Regions from separate parts of the Mus musculus genome. Here region 2 is linked to region 1. Evidence: chromatin contacts called from public HiChIP or PLAC-seq data. All regions are on one chromosome and are shown on one strand. The core of a region is the stretch at or near the end of the contact, and the rest is flanking DNA. Distances in the headings are between cores, read along the strand shown.

The links. HiChIP or PLAC-seq counts read pairs in DNA pulled down with a chosen protein or histone mark.
Region 2: an H3K27ac HiChIP or PLAC-seq map of trophoblast stem cells shows a contact between it and region 1, with 16 read pairs. The contact joins two enhancer-like sites. A contact is called at or near these places in 1 of 39 promoter capture datasets (hippocampal neurons), 33 of 484 Hi-C or Micro-C datasets (CD4 T cells, the G1E-ER4 cell line, Th1 cells and 20 more), 5 of 115 datasets of contacts at active chromatin or transcription factors (astrocytes, embryonic stem cells, fibro-adipogenic progenitors and 2 more) and 1 of 9 other capture datasets (embryonic stem cells).

What each region holds. Positions count from the first base shown.
Region 1 is chr12:102,260,599-102,265,990 of GRCm38.p6, reverse strand. It overlaps Slc24a4 (solute carrier family 24 (sodium/potassium/calcium exchanger), member 4), which reads right to left. Exons shown (of 17, transcript NM_001362345.1): 15 at 1,541-1,653; 16 at 1,049-1,114. Among named protein-coding and RNA genes, the nearest start is that of Gm25203, 9.6 kb to the right of the region's middle. Within about 2 kb of position 3,975, at least 66 of the 459 cell types and tissues checked have an H3K27ac peak or open chromatin away from gene starts, as enhancers often do. A contact at or near this core is called in trophoblast stem cells, where this site is marked.
Region 2 is chr12:102,369,409-102,374,290 of GRCm38.p6, reverse strand. Rin3 (Ras and Rab interactor 3) reads right to left here. Exons shown (of 10, transcript NM_177620.4): 6 at 4,443-4,882; 7 at 413-721. Among named protein-coding and RNA genes, the nearest start is that of Lgmn, 68 kb to the left of the region's middle. Within about 2 kb of position 3,075, at least 31 of the 459 cell types and tissues checked have an H3K27ac peak or open chromatin away from gene starts, as enhancers often do. A contact at or near this core is called in trophoblast stem cells, where this site is marked.

The sequences.
Region 1 (5,392 bases), core at 2,726-5,225:
TCTGCTGGGGCCTCACTCTGTTTTCCACATGTTGGGAGAACAAGCTCCCCCACCCCTACTCTCACCCCCACTGCCCCACTGCCCTAGCTCTTATCCCTGAATCAAAGCTTCCCTGGGCTGGACCACAGCTGCCTCCACCAAGCAGAGAGCTCTGTAAAGACAGAACAAGCTGGCCTCAAACCCCAATTCTGCTTAATGTCTTAGCCTTGAGTTTTTCTGCAAAATGGGACTAATAGTACCTTCCTCATGAGGGCTGGTGAGAATTAAATAAAATACCATAGTTATGAAATGCACAGCATAGGACTGCGCATGAGAGCAGGGAGGACCTTGTTGTAATTACTCATTGTTCTGAGGACTGTCATGTCCACTATTGTCAGATCAGCGAGTGTGGAGAATTCTCTCTCCCTGGACTAGTCAGAAAGAATTGAAATGGGAACTGGAAAAGGGGATAACATTTGAAATGTAAATGAAGAAAATATCCAATAAAAAAAAAGAAAAAGAAAGAATTGAAATGTAATTGTGTGACATGACAACCCTAGTGATATGTTTGTATTTGTGTGTGTGTACACATGTGTGGGTGCATGTGTGCATGTATGTGGGTACGTGTAGAGGTCAGAGGACAGTCGTGGCTGTCATTCCTCAAATGTTATTCACCTTATTTTTGAGACAGTCTCTCACTGAACCTGAAATATTCTAGTTTGGCTAAGATGGATGTCCAGTCCCTAAAGATTTGCTTGTCTCTGCTTTCCCTAGGATGAAATTACAATTGGGCATCACTATGACCCCTTCTTTTGATCACATGGGTGCTTGGTCAAGCCATAACTGACCAGGGTCATTTCCCAGGTCCCCTGGTGACACCTTACTTGCTCAGGATAAAGTACCACAGCGGTTGCAGTTGCTCTTGCTTTGGGGTATCTTTAAGTATATACATGTCCTTGGCTTGCCCCTCACCCTGGAGGGCAAGTAACAGGGAGATGTGCCCAGCCAGGCTGAGCTGCATGAAATGAAGTATTCATGGTGCTCCAGTTTGGAAATGACAAAAACTCACAGTGAGAGCGACAGAGCCCAGCAGCAGCACCACGGAATAGACCAGACCCCGGCTGTTGATCTTCACCTGGAGAGTGAAGCACATGAGCCACAAATCTCTGAGTTGGTCGGCCAGTCTATTCTAAAAGCCCCACCTTCAGAGTATTCATTTTCTCTTTTGGGAAACAGGGCTCCTGCTGATGGATGCAGGATAGTCAGAGCCTTATGACAAATGGGGAGCCATGGGTGCAAGTCTGCACTTGGTTCATCAGGAAGTGGACTGGGATGGGGACAGGTGACGGTGGGCTTATGCAAAAGGAAGAGGCACCGAGGAAGATGCAGTAAGCATGAGTTTCCTCCTGCAGGCTAGGCTGTCACAGACGCCATCGAAGAAAGTGGATGCAAAGGGCAAAGGGTAGCACATCTCCCCAGAACTCCAGGCTGGAACTGAGAGAGCCTCGTCCCTCCCTCTGAAACATACCTATGCACTTCTTCAGGAAGTGGCAGGACTTACTGTGGATCCATAATTAATAACCATGGTCTGCAGGCCCCACGGGATGCCAAGCCCCACCAGGATATCAAACACGTTGCTTCCGATGGTGTTAGAGACTGCCATGTCTCCAAGACCTGGAGAATAAGCAACACATTCCTTCCATCAGGAGTGGATCTCAGGGAACCCTCATTCCCTCTCTGAACCCCTCTATCGGGGCTGTTCAAAAGAAGGGGAGTCCTTCTCGGGCTCTATGCTTGTAAAATATCTGTGTGGTCTAAGATTCCTTCTTTTCATGAGACCTAAAGGTTCCTTTTGTGGGTGGGATCTGTACGTGGATGTCCTGACACCACACCAGCACTTCAGATGTGGCCTTATTTAGAGGCAATGGGCTATGATGAAGGCATTAGGCTGAGTCCTGGTCCTAGAGTCCTAGGGAAAAGAGAAATCCAGATATCAACAGTACATAGGAGAAAACCATGCAAGCACAAAGGTGGCCAAATAGAGTTGGGAGAGGAAAAGGCTCATAGCTGCCAGAAGGTGCCAGCCCTGCCCACATCCTGACCTTCATTTTACAGCCTTCAGGAATGTGAGGTGTAAATACTGTTTAAGTCCCCCTGCCAACATTGGCTTTAGCAAATGAACACAGGCTCCTCCGTTATTCTCCTGTCCGACTTGACAGCTGCCGTGCTCAAGGGCCTACCGCAGGCTCTGCTCCCTTTAGTTCTCTCAGCTTTGCTGGGTTTGGGTGGGACCACCACTCTCATGTGGCAGGTGACCAAGGCCTAACCCTTTGCTAGAGGCTCAGCCTCAGGATGCTGGGCCCACATCCTTTCTACCAAGCCATGATTTGTATCTGTGCCTGGACAGTGGTATCCATGTCCTTCTCTGGGTCCACAGAGCATCAGATCTTACATTCTGGTGGTTTTGGAATGATGACCTTTCTCTTTCCAGACAGAGGCTATTGTTCAATCCCCTTCTTGCCCCACTGTCCAAGACCTTGTTGATCACACAGCCAAGGCACTTCCTCTCTTGAAGAACTAGAACAACTTTAAGAAAAGAGTTGGCAGAACTCTGATGTTGTAACCTGGCACCCACAAATGTGAGCAGAAGGCCCAACCTTGGAACACAAGTGTCTACAAACATAACATCACTTAGGTAGCTGTGACACTCATCAGAAGCCCATTCAGCATCCAGACCTGTATCTTCACCATCCTCCTGTGAGCCAGACCTCCCCTCCTGTGTTCTCATTGCTGTTCTCTGATGACCCCCAACCCCAGTGCATGCCTCTTCCTTCCTGGTGTGAAAAATTTTAGAATCTTGGCAGCTTAGGGCTCTGAGGTCTGGACTCTGGTCTAGCAGGCTCCCAGCCTCAGGTCCCATGAAGGAATGTGCTTGGGACCAACTCCTTGTACCTGGTGAGGATAGGCTAAAGATGTTGGAATTTGGAGAGGAGGGGTTGAGTGCTTCTCAGGGCAACTGTCAGAGCTGCACAGGTAGCCGGGAAGATAAGTAACTCTTTGAGGAGCCTTGGAAAGTGTGAGTCACACCTTAAGGAGTGCACATGTCACCTGGGGTTTCTGTAAGAAGCAGGTGCTGACTGAGCATGGCTGTGTAGGATCTGCGGGTTTGGATATGTCATTGGGGGTGCCCCAGTCAATACCTGCCAGGCTTTGCCTGTAGGGAGCCCTATGGAGGTTGGTGCAGATGCTCCTGTCAGAGCACCTTTGTGATTCCCTGCTTCACACAGTTGACTCTGAATGGGGCTCCGAACCCTTTGTCATAGAGACCCTTCTACTCTGACCATGTGGACTGGGTTCTGTCGATCACATCACTATTAACTTAGGACAGCTTGGCACCCCAAGCCTCAGCCTCACACACATTTCTTCCACTGTAGCTACTGTGCAACAGTTTCCTGCTATAGAACCCTGCTTATCCCTGTTCCTAAATGAGACCCTTCATTGAGCCCATTGGGACCTTGAGGCGTCTAGAATTGCAATACTTCCTGCTTGTGTCTAAGGAAAACATCCTTTTGCCTTGTCTTCCCTTAGCTCCACTCAGGGGAGACTTTGTTACCTTTGTGCTGTGGACTATGTGAGACTGACTTCCCCTAGGCTCATGTGACTGAATGTCTGAGAGGCCCCCGTGACCCTCAGTTTTCTTCTCACTCGATGTATTGTGCAAGGAGCTGTCCCTACCCTGCCTCTAATTCATGACCTCCCAGATCCTCTGGCTGTGACTGGGTTTAGAATTTTTACAGATGCCAATAAATAAAGTTATACTGAAGTAAGTGGGCTCTAATCCAGCTGTTCTTGTAAGCAGGAAATGTGGCTGCAGATACACAGAGGGACACACAGCCCATAACAGCAGAAACAGAGCCCACAGCGGGACACAGCTACAGGCCAAGCGAGTCAGAGAGGTGTGGTTCACACGGAATCGAGTAGGAATGTGAAGAGTGCATAGGCCCCACAGGCCCTGGGGCCCTGGCGTCAAACTTCCGGTAAGGTAAGTTCAATTGTGTGGAGCTGTCCTGGAAAGGGCAAAGGTCACCCAAGTAAATTCCATTCCCCTCAGCTGCTGCTTCCAGTGACCTCTAATTCTGTCAGGCACTTGCCTACCTACTCTCCCTACATGCTCTCACACTGCCTTCTCTTCAGGTCTTCTCAGCCTTTGAATCTCTTGGAGAAATGTGCCTTAATTTGCAGAGCCAACTCTTCTCCCTGGCACTGCCCTCTCCAGCCTCCATCTTGTTCCACCTGGGTCACTTCCTAAACCCCAAAGAAAGCCCATACGCAAAGCAAAACACTTCACATCTTCTAGAATTCAGGAGAACAGACAGAGCCAGTGTCTGGGAGTCCTACGATGCCTGCCTGAGTCAGACATGGCTCTCATATGTTATGGCTTGGACCTACAATGTTTCCATCAGCCTCATGTTCTGAGCACTTGTTCCTCAGATGGAGGAACCTGTTCCTTAGATGCATTGTGGAGCCGCTGGGAAGTGGAACCTAAGTTTTGACACTGGGTCACCACTTCCAGCCTCTGGTTCCCGATCCACCGCCATGTGGATACTCATTACCACCCATGCCCAATGCCACATTGTGTGCCCTGCAGTTTCTGCTGTGATGGGCTGAGCTCTCTGGAAACCACGAGCAAAGATAAAGCTGTCTTCTTTTATGTATTGTGGAGTAATTTGGTCGCAGCAGAACAAAAGTAACTAAAGCATATAATCAGTCATTTGCTGTATGACTTCTAGGTGGAGGCTCTGTCCCGTCCCACACTGTAACCTCAGGACATGTCTCCTTTAAAACAACCACATAGGAAAGCACTTTGAAAGATCTAAGGGAGTCCATCTCAGTATTTGTCAGAGTATAGCTTTTTCTTCTGGGCATACCAAGACCATCCCATATCCATCAAGGAGCAGAGATAACCTCAGCCCTGTAGTCATGGCGACGAAATGAGTGCAGTACATTGACAGAGGGGCCTGTGGTGAAGGGGGTGGGGGTGGAGTGGGGAGACTATTGACTTCTCAAGCAGGAGAGGGATGAAGATCATCAGACCTTTACCTGAGAGTCTACCTACTACTCCCTCCTGCCTCCAAGTAGCACAAAAGCCTATTGGCTCTAGCATCCTCTTGCCCACCAGGGCCTGTGCAGCTAGGATGCAGGAGGGAGTTGTGGGTGGGCTTCTTGATGCAGCTCTCACAAGGTCATCGTCCATGGTGGGGTGGGACTCATAGCAATGCAGGGAGGTTTGGGGGTTACCCATATTCCTGTAAGTGGCTCCTCCACACCCCCCCTCCCCCATGCTGGAAGTAAAGCCAGTAAACTCCCTGGTTCCCCAAGCTAGAGTTGGATGGAATTTCTTTGGTCTGTCATC
Region 2 (4,882 bases), core at 1,826-4,325, 110 kb before region 1:
TAATCCACTGTGGCCCGTGTCCTCATAAGAGGGAAATGAAGACACAGAGAGCACATGGGAGATTGCTGAGTGGAGACCTCTGGGTTTTCGGACTTAGGGGTGAGGCTCGATCAGATCCTACCCAGAGCCTGGAAAGAGCACAGCCCTGCCCCACTTTGATCATGGACTCCCACCCTCCACCATCGAGGCTCTGTGGTTCTGTGTGTGTTACCATGTTTTAGCACTCCCTGCAAACACACAGGGTGCCTTTTCCTAATGCGCACGGGCACAAGCATGGCTAGTTCATTACCTGTCTTGAAGGCACTGGGAGGCACCGTTTCCTCCCTTGCCCAGATCACCCTGTGGTGTGCCCAGGGAATACCTTCTACTTTCATCCTGCCTTAGTTCTGTGGGGGAGTCCAAGCCTGCTTACCTGGGTTGCCAAGAGCCATGGAGTCATAGATGAGCTTGCAGGTCTTCAGCAAGATGGAGATTTTCTTCCCTGGTGAGTAGGCTTTGTGCATGCTGGTCAGCTTCTGCAGGATCTTCTCCATGACAGCCACCTCAGGCACGCTGGTGGTCACACCCAGGTCGGTGGTGGTGGTGGCCAGGACCACTAGCTGGTTCTCCTTGAGCTGCTGCAGTGAGCCATCCCGGCTGTGGATCTCCAGCAGGCTGGAGTTGATGGCCTCCTTCAGGGGCTTCAAGACACACTTGTACAAGGCTGACTCCACTATGGCCTCTGTCGGGGTGAGAGCACAAAAGTGAGAGGAGGAGCTACCTCCTGCCTAGCCCCGCTGTCTGGCAGTACAGCCTTTCCATCCCTGGTTTCTACTTAGCTCTGACATGCAAGTCACTCTGCAGGTGCACTGGCACCAGAACCTGTGATACCCACTATCCTGGTCTCTCCAATGTAGTGCTCTTCCCAGGGCTGGGATCAGAGCTTGCCTATAAACACACATTTCAGAAGGCACTAGACATACTGCGGTTATGCAGTGTGCAATCTGGGCAGCTGTGTCCTAAGGGCAGAATTAATCTTAATGCCTGTTGCACTTCTCAAAATCCACATGATTTGTTTACATTGTCACCGATACATGCATTCCTTGACTGCACTGCTCCTTCAGCCTGCCAGGCCTGCCTTTACCCCTAGACTTTTGCATTTCAAACTCCCCATGCTGCACAGCCATCCACACAGCTTGCCCTTAACTATGCAGCTATTACCGGAGTCAAGTGCAGTCCTGCTCAAACTGTGGGATGGAGCTTGGATATCATGATAACTCTGTAACATGGATGCCACAATGCCCCTCTAATAATAGACAAGTTGCTGGGCAGTGGTGGCACATACCTTTAATCCCAGCACTCGGGAGGCAGAGGCAGGTGGATTTCTGAGTTTGAGGCCAGCCTGGTCTACAGAGTGAGTTCCAGGACAGCCAGGGCTATACAGAGAAACCCAGTCTCAAAAAACCAACCAACCAACCAACCAACCAACCAAACCAAACCAAACAACCCAAAAGAAACAATAGACAAGTTGGGCCCTGATGGGGTCTCTGGAGGCTAAGCAAGGCTTTGACTCATGGCTGCTGCTCTGGGTGACCCTCTGGAATGGCCTCATCCCTTGACTACTGACCCTTCCAAGAGGAAGCCTGAAGTCCCGTCACTCTAGGAGGGAGGCTGGATGGCTTTTCTCTCTCACAGAGGCTTGGCTGGAAGCTAGTCTTGTGCCTGCTTCTGCCCTTTTACCAGGAGAGCACAAATTGCCTGTCTCTCACCCAACATTGTGGAGAATCTGTCCTGGCAGCTGGCCACCCAGGGACAGCTGTCATCCCACTGTTTCTGACAAGTCAAGTTCAGACTTCCTTTGCTTTGCCCAGGATCGCCTTATACTGGTGACAGTTCATATTGAGTGTCAACCTCATTGGATCTAGAAGCCCTTTGGGGACAATCTGTGGGCGTGTCTGAAGGGAAATTTCAAGATTAGGTTAATGCAGGTGGAAGACCCACCCTAAATGTGAGCAGCATGATTCCATTGTGGCCTTGGGTCCTACCTAGATTGAACAAGGAACAAAGGAACTGAACACCAGCATTCATCTATGCTTCCTGACTGTGACTGCAGCTGCCTCATGCTCCTGCTTTGGGCCCTACCTTCCCCCTCACAGCGACTGTATCCTCAAACTTGAAACAAAGTAACCCTTTTTCTTCCCACGCTGCTTTTGTTAGGTATTTTGTTACAGCAGCAGACTGGTAACTAATACAACTGGCCCTGCCCTGAGCCATTACTGGATGGCTCTGGATCACCATCCCTCTTCATAACTCTCCTCATGCCCTCTGGGATCCATCCCCTCGAGGCCAAATCCACAGCTCGAGGTTCACAGCCTGGTATGAGAGGCCTACTACTCCTCCTGCCTCATCTCCCACCTCTCTGCCTGTCTCTGTGGCATCACCTCTGCCTGGAAGAAGACCCCACCCTCCAACTTGTGCTTAGGCTATGGGTCTTCTCCTCCTCTGTTCAGGCACACATGACCAACCATAGCTTCTTCTGGGCTGCAGTGAGATGTCCACGTCCTTCCATGTTCTTCTATGCCTGTTCATGGCCTCCCAACCTGCATGCTGCCTGAGATCTTCCCTGGGCACATCTACTTTAGTCTCATGGCTGCATGTGTGTTTCTGGGTTCCAGACATCTGTCTTCAGCCCTCATTCTCAGCAGCTTCCATTCCATCTCCTGGATGTCCAGTGAGATAGGAGACTATCTTTATGACATAGAAACCCTGGGCTTTTCTCCTGGTTTGGGCCTTCCGGCTTGTAGCTATGAGCTCCCAGTAATGCTTATACTGGCTCTTAGCTATCCAGAGCCATATGAAGTCAGCTGCGTCTTTGCCCACTTCCATGGACTAGATCTGTGCCCGGTGTCTCATTGTGCTGTCTCCTGCCCAACCTACTTGCCCCCAGTGTATCTTGTCATGAGTGTAGCTCTTCTTGCCTCTAGTCTCTCTGCTCCTACTCAGCTCAAGGACCAGAGCCGTGCTGAGCACACGTGAGGCCCTGGCATTCCTGCTTTGAACTTGCCACAGCAAGGTCCTTTGCAGAAATGCTAAATCTCAGGGTTTGTGATGCTGTGACCTACCTCTCCCCAGGCCACCAAACCTCACTTCCTGCCTACTTTACACTTATGTCATCTTCCTTTATGGCTTCCTGGCTTTCTTACAGATTACCTGTCATTTGTCAGAATAAGAGCTTCCTGAGGGCAGGAGGGCCATATGATTAGCTGGCTTGCTGCCATGGTTTTTTTGTTTCTCAGTACAACAGGTGGAGGCATAGTGCTCTGACAGCACTATAGATATATATTTATATAACTCATTTCCTCCACAGAGAAGCTCTGTAGAGCAAATGCTTGGGTCTCTGGGACATGGTAGCTGTTAGTGGATAAAGTCAGGTGGCTTTCGAATGCAACACCCAGAGCATCCTGCCCAGGTGAGCCCTCTATCCCTGGTGAGGTACACACATAGGTATAGCCTCCTGAAGAGGCAACTGCCAGCCTTAAACCTCAACACATCACTCACCACCTTACTACTGGACCCTAATACGGTGGCCTGTCAACTATATCGGTTCTCAGGATCCATCCATCCATCCATCCATCCATCCATCCATCCATCCATCCATCCTGCCTGCCTGCCTGCCTGCCTGCCACCCACCCATCCATCCACCCACCCACCCAATCATCCATCCATCCAAGATCATTTCCCTCAGGGAAGGCAATACTTAACATTCTTTTTTCCTAGGACCTCTCATTATGAGACATTATCTTGTAGTGACTCAAAGCATCCTTTTTGAGTCCAGAACTGATGCTCTTAATTACTGGGAAGAGGAGAAGGAGGAGGAGGAGAGGAGGAAAGGTTCAGGACCACAAGGAGGCAGTGCCTGGAAGGACAGCAATGTTTATAAGGTAGTTCCAAAATCTCTCAATACGTTTTTTTTTTTTGTTTTGTTTTGTTGTTTTGCTTTGCTAGACAGGGTAGCCCAGGCTGACCTCTCAACTCCCTGTGTAGTTGAGAATGGCCTTGATCCTCCTGCCTCTACTTTTCAAGTGCTGGGACTACAGGTAGGTACTATGATGCCCAGCGACAGCACTGTGGTCTGCCTGAGTCTTTCCATTGTTTATGCAGATGTGTAGGTGGCTGCAGGGAAAAATAACACCTGTCATCACCGAGATTTGAGGCCGGTGGGGGAGGGGAGGGCTGGTGGGCTGTTTGCCAGTAGTCAGGAATGTTGGCTGCCTTGAATCGGCTCTCTAAGAAGTGGTTCCTGAGAGAGGGATTTGGGCCCAGGAGATTTGTGGGAAAGTCAGGGAGGAAGAAGAAAGAGGACATAAGGCAAAGGGGCCCCAGAGGCTGTTCTGTGTCCAGGGGCGCCTGAGTGTATTTATGCACCGCTCTCCCGCCCGCCCGCCCTCCCAGCTGCCACTGACCGAGTTCCTCCTCCGAGTGCAGGGTGGGTTCCACCAAGGCTTTGAGTTCAGTGCTCTGTAGCAGGTAGCTCTTGAGCTGGGTCATCATGGTACGGATCTCCTGCAGCATCTCAGTGCTGGATGTCTGGCGGGCCATCATCTCCAGGCTGTACACCTTGTAGTCCTGCACCAGGCTGCCGAAGTAGGAGCTCTTGTCCTGTGCCAGCTCCACCACCTTCTTATACAGTTTGCGGTCGCTGGAGAGGAAGGCATGGAAGACGCTGGCGAAGCTGACGAAGCTGAGGCGGTGGCGGGCCTTGTCCAGGATCATTGAGGGTTTCTTCTTCACGTTGGGGCTGCTGAACTCCAGCTCCTCCTCTGCACTGCTGGTTGAGTAGGAGTCCTGGTCAGCGGCCGAGGCAGGCACCCCCAGGCTGTCTGAGAGTGAGGCCTGGGAACCC